Linked DNA regions of Mus musculus: all the other regions are linked to region 2. Evidence: chromatin contacts called from public HiChIP or PLAC-seq and promoter capture Hi-C data. All regions are on one chromosome and are shown on one strand. Each heading gives the region's core, a stretch centred on a gene start, on an enhancer-like site or on the middle of the called end of the contact. The rest is flanking DNA. Distances are from core to core; before and after follow the strand shown.

Evidence for each region. HiChIP or PLAC-seq counts read pairs in DNA pulled down with a chosen protein or histone mark. Capture Hi-C pulls out chosen DNA fragments and counts their contacts.
Region 1: a contact with region 2 is called in an H3K27ac HiChIP or PLAC-seq map of embryonic stem cells, with 14 read pairs. The contact joins the promoter of Flywch2 here to the promoter of Zscan10 in region 2. A contact is called at or near these places in 1 of 39 promoter capture datasets (embryonic stem cells), 2 of 484 Hi-C or Micro-C datasets (forebrain and nephron progenitors), 4 of 115 datasets of contacts at active chromatin or transcription factors (embryonic stem cells, epiblast stem cells and pancreatic cancer cells) and 2 of 9 other capture datasets (adipose tissue and pancreatic islet).
Region 3: a promoter capture Hi-C map of adipose tissue shows a contact between it and region 2. The contact joins the promoter of Elob here to the promoter of Zscan10 in region 2. A contact is called at or near these places in 1 of 484 Hi-C or Micro-C datasets (rod photoreceptor), 3 of 115 datasets of contacts at active chromatin or transcription factors (all in embryonic stem cells) and 3 of 9 other capture datasets (adipose tissue, liver and pancreatic islet).

What each region holds. Positions count from the first base shown.
Region 1 is chr17:23,784,245-23,787,558 of GRCm38.p6, reverse strand. It overlaps Flywch2 (FLYWCH family member 2), which reads left to right and starts at 1,478. Exons shown (of 3, transcript NM_029798.4): 1 at 1,478-1,558.
Region 2 is chr17:23,599,516-23,602,586 of GRCm38.p6, reverse strand. It overlaps Zscan10 (zinc finger and SCAN domain containing 10), which reads right to left and starts at 1,761. Exons shown (of 7, transcript NM_001289481.1): 1 at 1,628-1,761. It also overlaps a transcript of Zfp13 not described here.
Region 3 is chr17:23,827,230-23,830,389 of GRCm38.p6, reverse strand. Elob (elongin B) reads left to right here and starts at 1,281. Exons shown (of 4, transcript NM_026305.2): 1 at 1,281-1,307; 2 at 1,412-1,546; 3 at 2,817-2,922. The coding sequence starts at 1,305.

The sequences.
Region 1 (3,314 bases), core at 229-2,728, 190 kb before region 2:
TCTCTGGAAGTACAGTCATGTGCCACTATGTGTGTTTAAGTTAAATAATTTTTTAAAAATACAAGATCTTTATTGGTTCCATGTTTTGAAAATAGCCTCCACAATATTTATTTAGTATTTATTTATATTTGTGTTTGGATGTTTTGCTTGGATGGACAGAGACCAGAAGAGGGCGTCTAATCCCCTGGAACTGGAGTTATGCTCCAGGAGATCTGCATCATTGCGAGCGGCCATATAGGTGCAGGAAGAACAGCCAGTGCTCTCAACCAATGATCCATCTCTCCACGTGTGGTCATGGGTTTGTGTGTGGAGATCAGAAGACAACTTTGTGAAGTGATTTCTCTCCTTCTACCTTTATGTGGGTCCTAGGGATTAAATTTGGGTAGGCCTGGCTTGGTAGCAAGTGCTGTAAACTAAGGCTTCTGGTTGAACCAGCTATCTAAAGGGGAGCCACCTCATTGGACCCCTTGTTTTGTTCTTTTGAGACAGAGGCTTAACATCAGTGATTTATACGTGAAGATTATATATAATATACAATTATATTATACCATATATAATAATATATCTTATTAGAACATAATAATTTTAGAAACAACCAAGACTATGATTGATTGCAAATGACGTAATTCATGAAGACCTTTGCGTTACTAGAGAATGCCCAGGAAATGACGTTGACTCGAGAGAAAGGATGGGGCCATGGAGGAAAAGGAGCCAGGAAGAAGGGTGGGACCCAAGGACCTGCGGAGCCAGGGCCATGTGGGAGTAAAGGGGGAGAGCCTTTCTGCAGATGGGTGAGGGCCAGCAATCCCAGAATGATAGGATGCACGAGCACGCAAAATACAGAAAGCAGCGCCCTGAGCCATTCCGGTTTCCATCTCCACAGTAGAAGGTTGCGGGGATAAAGTCACTGAATTGTGCCAGGGCTATTTCAGCAGTCAGTGACTACAACAATGGGCGACGGCTGAACAAATGATAAATACTGGACCAATGGGCGAGGGCTGGGCTAATGACAAAGGATGCTGCGCAGTTAGGAATGTTAGCTTCAATGAAGAACACATTTCCCTTCCCTCGGAGGGACAGACAAAAACCTTTAAATAAGCATTCCAGTTTATGCTTTATTTAGTATTTATTTATATTTGTGTTTGGATGTTTTGCTTGGATGGACAGAGACCAGAAGAGGGCGTCTAATCCCCTGGAACTGGAGTTATGCTCCAGGAGGGAGTCAGAGTCAAATACGGGGGAAGTAAGTGGAAAGACGTCAGTAGACCATACCGGGGATCCTAAACCCAGGTAGCCCAATTCCTACTGGCTCCGCCCCCTTCCCGGGTAATGGACCCGCCCCTCACGCCTATTCATCGAGCGTTCAACTTGTCGCTGCGAAGGTAATATCCGGATAGACGGAATTCGACAAAGGAATGGGGGCCCCCTCATCCTGCGCATGCTCGCCCCGTGACCCTAGCTTGAGGTGACGGCGGGAGCCAAGGCGGGGGCCCAAAGCACTGAGGCTGAGGGACCCGCCACGGCTCCGTCGTCCGAGAGGCAGGGCCTGCTGCCGTCGGTGAGGACGGGCCCCCAGCGGGCGGGAGGGTCCTGGCTCCAGAAGCGACTCCTAGCCTAGAGGTCTGGGGATGCGGGACCGGTGTTCGGAAGGGTCCCTGGCTCTGGCCCCCCACCCCCAGATTCTGGCCGCTTTCTTGTCGGCCATCCGCGAGGCTCTTCCTTTCTCCATGCTTCCCTTTCATAAACCCACACTACCCCTGGACACCCCCAATCTGGGACACACAACCCCCAACGCGTCCCTACCCCAGCCCACTCTACCTGGTACATGTCCATCCTTCTGCAGTTTTGTTGCGTATGACCTGGGGGTGGGGGTGGGGTCCTTGTCCCAGTGGCAGAATTTGAGGGCTGGGACCCAGCTAGGGAGATGCTCAGGGGACTGAAACATTGGTTCGAGGGAAGCAGGGAGCTGGGGCAAGGGTGGTGGAAGATACCATTCTGAGTCATGGTGACTGGGGAAGGGAGGTACTCTTATGTGGGACCTCCACATTGGGGGACCTTTGCTGTGTTCTGCATATAATACAGTTCTTGACCTTTTGGGAGGGTGACTGCCATTTTCTTATGTCTCCCTGTGGGATGCCTCCCGCATACCCCAGTGTCATACCGTTCCTTGGAAAGTCCAATTACAGTTCTCCAGGACTGTGCAGGACAGTGACTATGGCAGCAGCAGGTGTTAGTAACGTGAGTTCAAAGACCTTACCCTTCTTCATCTGATGCTAGCATCTCCTATTACACAGATCAAACCAGCCCAAAAAGGGTAAGGGCATGTTTCATTCTCATCTTTGTGAAGGTAATTCTGTCCATCACCCCAAGATAACAACTGAAGTTCCAAGCCTGCAGAGCTTCCTCAGTAAGAGTTTGGACTTTTAACTGTTCTATGGCCATCAAAACAACAATCACCACCCATCTAGTGACACATTATTAAAATGACACATTATTGTCGTATATTTTAGAGGCTAGAAGTCAGATGTGGGTGTTATACAGCAGGCTGAATACAGCAGGGCTGTATTCATTCCTGAGGCTTTAGGAGAAAAACATTTTTTGTTTGTTTGTTTGTTTGTTTTTTTGAGACAGGGTTTCTCTGTGTAGCCCTGGCTGTCCTGGAATTCACTCTGTAGACCAGGCTGGCCTCAAACTCAGAAATCTACCTGCCTCTGCCTCCCAAGTGCTGGGATTAAAGGCATGCACCACCACTGCCCGGACAAGGAGAGAAACATTTAATTTGCCTCTTGCAGCTTCTAGAAACCTACCTCATTTGGCTGGCATGCCCTTGCTCGGTCTTCAAAGCCCCTCCTCAAATAATTAACCCTGCCTCTAACCTTATCTTTCCTGTTCTTTACATCCCATTTCCACATTTTTTCTTTTTCCTTTCCTTTTTTTTGGGGGTGTGGGGGGTTTGAGACAGGGTTTCTCTGTGTAGCCCTGGCTATCTTGGAACTCACTTTGTAGACCAGGCTGGCCTCAAACTCAGAAATCTGCCTGCCTCTGCCTCCCGAGTGCTGGGATTAAAGGCGTGCGCCACCACCCCCGGCTTTTTTTTTTTTTTTTAATAAATTGTTTTGTGTGTCTGTGTGCCACATGTATGTGGTACCTGTGAAGGTCAGACAGGGCATTGTGTCCTCTGAGGTGGACAGGTGGTTGTGTGAGCTACCTAATGTGGGTGCTGGAAACCGAACTCATGTTTTCTGGAAGAGAGGGAAGCAGCTGAACACTGAGCTATCTATCCAGCCCTGTTTCTTTTGTTTGATTTTTTTTTT
Region 2 (3,071 bases), core at 512-3,011:
TCCTAAGAATCAAAGTACGGTTCAGGGAAAAAAAATCTGTAATAAACACCCAAAAACTAGGAGGATGAGACTTGAGATGTAGTTCTCTTAGTAGAGTGCTAGCCCTACCAAACATGTGGGAAGCCGTGGGTCCAATCCCCAGTATACAAATGTCCTCTAAATCCTAGAACTTGGGAGGTAGAGACAGGAAGATCAATTGAGTTCAAGGTCATCCTCAGCTCAGTTGGTGATTCAAGGATACACGACTCTGTCTCAGAAAACAACAAACATATTAGAAACAAAAAGGAAAAGGAGAGAGAGGTTATGGAGCCAGCCACAGGTGAGGCAGGACTGAAAGTTTCAGGCTCGCCTGGACTTAAGTGAAGTACAAAGCTGGCTTGGGCAACTTAGTGAGATTCTTTCTCAAAAATAAAAACACAAAGAGGGGTTGGAGTAGTATCTTCAGGGCCTGTGCCCAGCCAGCACATCGAGCCCTAATTTCTGGCTCACACACACAGGAAACAGCATTGCATTTCGCTGTCTGAAGAAGCATATGAAATATGATATGGAGGCGCTCCAGGCTCAGAGCGTGGCTGCTTTTCCGGAGCTCATGAGACTTCAAGTCCCAGAACTCACATGGCAACTCCCAACTGTTGGTGGGACCCAGTTCCCTCTTATAGTGCGCAGATGCACATTCATACAAACCCTCTGTATATAAAATAAATAAACCTTAAAAAAATAAAAACAATTAGAGAGTGAAGTCACTCTGGCCACTCTGCAGCAGATGCTCGTGAGTTCCAAGCGTTTAGCAGCCCAGTCAGTTGCCTGCTGCTCACTTCATCCCGCCCGGACTCACTTGCTAGATCAACCTATTAATCCTACAGGTTCAGAGAGTCCAAGGTGATTTACTCACAGCTTCACCCGGTGCTGCAATACTGCTTGCTAAAGTGGAAATGGGGTTCCGAACCCACTATTTGCGTCCTACCCCATGAAATTTTGCCAGTATTAGCTTGGAGTATGACAGCATAGATAAGAAAGAGAGAATTCTAGATTCTGGTCAAAGGCCCGCCTAACCACACAGCAGCTGGAATTTCTAGGTGAGGACTTGCCAGAGGTTTCCAAGAGATGGAATTCAGGCAAGTAGGCCTTAGAAAGCCTGTCCCTCCCCCAGGTCTCCAGGACAAAAGGCCTATTAATATGCACCTCTGTAGGGGGTTGGCTGGGTGTGGGGCGAGAAAGCTCTTTAGTGAAATCTGGCCGGTCTAAATTTGTATGTAGGTACTGCTATAAAATCCACCTACACACTAGGGAGCTAGAGTGGTCCTCTGCAAGAAATAACCCCCTTTCTCTGCTAGCAGTCTAACTTGCTCAACTCTGTTAACTTGTTTTTTTTTTTTTTTTTTTTTTTTTTTTTAAGGCAGAGATCCCCTTCTGGTGCTAGGAACGCATGGCATCGTCACTTCTGGGACCCTCCCTCATGTCTCCAAGGCCACAAATGCATCATGCTGTGTGGCCTTGGAGTCTCCAGCACGAGTTACCCGCTCATTATAACCAAGACTTTTCTAGCTCTCAGCCTACCAGTAGGTCCCCCGAAACACCCTTCACTCTCCACAGTGCTGTAAGCCTACACCCCAGCCCTCCAACTCACCACTCCAGGTACCGACGCCTGAGGCCGAGATGTTTGGGGATCCTTGGGAGAATTCAGGGTAAGAGGCAGCGTAGCCTAGTTTGGGAAAGGAATCCCGGGAAATGGAACAGGAAGTTCCCTGCCTGACCCATCCCTTTCAGGTAAGGGGATAAAGGGGCTTCCAGGAATTAACCCTTCACCTCCCAGTCTGGGTGGGGTAAGGAAGAGGGAGGAGCCAGAAACAAACCAAGGGAAAAGTGATGACTCCAGATTCTAACTTTGCCAAGCTTCTGTAAGAGTTAAGTTACTCTAAGCCAGAGCTTCTCCATCTACGCGGAGACAGACTGATGCCCTTTTGGGGCCAAGAGCTTCTGTTTTACGTGCTTGCTGTGTGTAGGCCTCTTTGCTTGGCTTTTCATTCATACAACAAATATTTATCTACATGTTTATTAAACAGCAGGCTCTAAGGACATGGAGCTAAACTGAGGAATGAGGCCCTGCCCCAGGTGGATTTGGGGTGTGGGGGTTGCATTCCAAGGAACAGATGAGACTGCAGTTGTAAGAAAATAAAATAGGTCAATTAGAGTGGAAAACACCTTTAATTCCAGCACTCAGGAGGCAGAGGCAGGTGGATCTCTTATTAGTTCAAGACCAGCCTGGTCTACATATTGAGTTACAGGTTATAGTTACGTGGTGAGACCTTGTCTCAAAGTAGAAAAGGAGGGGGACAGAAGGCAGGTGTGATGGTTTACACCTGCAGTGCTATCTTTTCCAGGTTCAGCTAAGGCTGGAAGAGTGCCCTGAATTCCAGATGGGCTTGGTGTAACAGAGTGAACTTGTCTCAAAAACTCAAAACCAAAGGGATACATCTCAGTTGGTAGAATGCTTTCCTGCCAAGCAGGAAGCACACATCATAAAATTGGGCATGATCGTGCACACTTGTAATCTCTGCATCTGGGAAATGGAGGCAGGCCTCTTTCAGCTAATATGAAGTCTGAAGTCACTGGGCTACATGAAATCCCGCCTCAAAACAAACAAACAAAAACCTGGGCCACTGACTTCCACAAGTAGTCCTCTGACTTCCACATGTGCCCCCACCCAACCTATAAATAAGTAAATAAATAAATGTAGTGAGAAAAAAATTAAAACATACACCGACAAGAAGATGTGATAAAGATGAGTGTTCCTCAGTCCATATAGCTTTTAAAAGTCTCCCCCACCAGAATCCTGCTAGTGGCTTTGTCCTACTAACAGCGCCCTCCGCCTCGCCCCGCCTCTCAGGAGAAGTTACCTCCACAAACCCTTTGGAGCCCACTTTAAAGTCAAACTCTCCCCTTTGCATTGATGGGCTTTCTTAGTTACATGCTCCCAAATACAGAGGAGGATTCCTTCCGGGAATCAGTGGTGCTATCTGGAGTGTCCACCCCGTTCTAGAGTGCACTACATCACTCGCGGGGTCAAGGAA
Region 3 (3,160 bases), core at 32-2,531, 230 kb before region 2:
CTATTAACATGGTGTGGGGACTAGAAACTTGCTGGGGAGGTCTGGGAACTGTTACTAAGTAGCTGAGGATGTCTGGAAACTGCTGCTGACCCACTGTCCTTGCATCAGACGAGGTAGTTGGGACAGTCCATTACCTGGACATGAAGGCTGGAGCCTAGGGTTTTGTTTTGTTTTGTTTTTTTAAATCATCAATTGACTTCCCTGGACTTGCCCAGTTTTTAGGCCTAGTGTCCTTAACTGCCAATTTGAAGTCTGTCGTGAAGTCAGCCTAGCCTTCTCAAGGCTGTTAAAAACAATGGTCTCCAAGTAATCAGGATTTCCCCAGGAATCTCATGTTGGAATAAGGAAGGGTTTGACCTGAAACAGATGTCACAGCTCATCAGGCCATCTTGTAGGACAGTCAAATGATGGGCCATACCTTGCCTAACACTACTCATTTGTTCCATTTCAGTTTAAACAAACTCCACAGTCGACTTGGGAAAGTCACTGGACCTCTTCTTATGGCCACATTAAGTAAACCTATCAATGCTTTTCACTATTAACACTTTTTAGTTGGTGTACTGGGACCAGGTGGCCAAGTCTAGCTAGAGTGGACCCTAATAACTACAGCAGAAGTCTCGAAGAGCAATAGTTTCTCTAGCTCCTAAGAGGCCACAAAGCATGGCTGAATTGGATTTAACAAACCCTTAGACCCAAGCCTAGAGCTGGATGAGGAGAATACACAGTGGTGATCTTAGATCCAAAATTGTACATCGTCTCAAAATGGCTGTAAAGTTACCCCTCACATTCCCTGCAAGAGCTTGACCCATAAATAAACGTGGGCTGGAGAGATGGCTCGATGATTATGAGGACTGGCTGTTCTTCGAGGAGTTAGCTAGGTTCGATTTCCTGCACCCCACACGACCAGAGGACCCGACGGCCCTCTTCTGGCCTTCCCAAGCATTGCATGTAACAGTTGCATAGGCATAAATGCAGATAAAACACTCATATAAAATTGTTCATGGCAGATATGCATGAGTAGCTCTCCGTGACTCACTCTCTACGCCCCAAAGCAAGCCCAGCTTGCACCACGGATCCGAGACGGGCTCAATATATAACCACCTATAACCCAGACACCGAGATGGCGGCCAAGCACAGGAAGTGGCTTCCGGATCGCTTAAGATGGCCGCAACGGCGTGGGAGGGGCTGCAGGATAGGGGGCGGGGCGGGCGGGGCCGCGCAGAGCACGCTGGGTCGCGCTTGGGCTGCCGGGAAGGGGCGGAGCGCGGCCGCGCCGGCGCGTCGAGCCAGAAGCAGCCGCCGGGATGGTGAGCGGGCGCGGGGGGGAGGGGCGCGGGGCCGGGGGCGGCGGGGGCTCCGGGGCCACGCCGGGGGCCGCGGGCTAGCGCTGACGCGGGCCCGCCGTCCTCAGGACGTGTTTCTCATGATCCGGCGCCACAAGACCACCATCTTTACGGACGCCAAGGAGTCGAGCACCGTGTTCGAACTGAAGCGCATCGTCGAGGGCATCCTCAAGCGGCCGCCAGAGGAGCAGCGGCTTTACAAGGTGCGACGAGCGGGCGTGGCGGTTGCGCGCGCGGGGGTCCAGACAGGACACTTAACAAGGAGGTCTCTTGATCGTGCTGAAGAGCCGGCAGCATCAGGTCTCCCGGCAGCCGCCCCGCCCTGCCAGGCCGTCTTGCTCAGCGGTTGGGGAAACCGAGGCCTCGATAATCTTACGCAGCCGAAGGTCGTGGCAGAGCCAGGGTTTGTTCCTGGCTAGCCACCTTCGGCCTGTCGGGAGCCCACCGGAATCCCACTGTCACAGGGTGGGGTGGAACTCGAGGAATGCAAGTGTTGTTTAGAAGATAGGTCAAGATCCCACCAGTGATTCACCCAGCCAGTGTTTACCCTCGCCAGTCTTCTGATGTTCTAGAAACACTTGGCATTCAAGCTCACCTCCAGAAGCCAGCTCCAGTTTTGAATAAGCTAGCCTGCGGAGTTGGGTCCTCATGCCCCAATCCCGAGTCAGGCTTCCCAGAAGCGTGCCAGTAATCTAAATACATTGAGCTAATTCCAGCTGTAACTCCAGATTAGAGCCTGGATTCATGTCTCTAAAGGGCTTTTCTCACTGATACCCACTGATCTTTTTCTTGAAAGACCCTCTGCTGGTCTAGGAACCACATAGTGTTTTTAGTGCTGCTTTCTATGCTCCTCATAATTCCCGTTTTAAGGTTAAGGTTGATTTTTAAAAGAAAGGTGGGGAGTGGAGAGAAAAACTTGATAGGACTCAGGGGTGCAGCTGTGTTTAGTGTTAACATAACCTGTATGAAAGCCTAGGTTAGATCACCAGGCGGAAAAAACTGGGCAATAATCCTGTTTGGGAGCTAGATGTAGGAGGATCAGAATTTCAAGAACAAAATACTGTTTGAGATATTTTCTCAAAAAAAAAAAAAATTCCAACTACCTTTTGAATTAGATATATCTAGAGAGCTTGGAAAAGCCAGAATTCAGAGGCCTGTGAGTTTTATTTTTGTGTGTGTGATACCTGCTCTCATACAGTCCAGGTGCTCAGGTGCTCTGGAGGCCAAAGGGATCAGATCTCATGGAAGTGGAATTGTGAACCAATCTATATGGGTGCTAGAAAATGCCCTTGGAAGTCTCTGCCAGAGCTTTTAGCTGCTGTAAGCCATCAGTGCAGTCAGAGCTGGAAATTCTTGGATATAGTCCTGGAATATGTGTTTTATACTTAGGGATGCCTCTTCCTAAGTTCCTCACCTAAGTTGGCTGTCTTTGGGACCTTAGGACCTCTCCCTAAACCCTGCTTCTCTCTTCAGGATGACCAGCTCCTTGATGATGGCAAAACTCTGGGCGAGTGTGGCTTCACTAGCCAGACAGCACGGCCACAGGCCCCAGCCACAGTGGGCCTGGCCTTCCGAGCAGGTAAGATGGCTAACCTGGATGGATGGTAGCTAGCATCTGGTAACATCCAAAGAACAACAACTTTGGAAGCCTATACTGCTCCTCTGAGCTTTTAGGGAATACCTTTTCAGTCCACAAAGATCATGAAGTATTTGTTTCCTTGTTAAAAAACAAAGCATAGGGACTGGAGACATAGCTCAGCAATTTAAGGGTAGCTCTTCCAGAGGAGTTGGGTTCCATTCTAGGTCAGAAGTGTAAT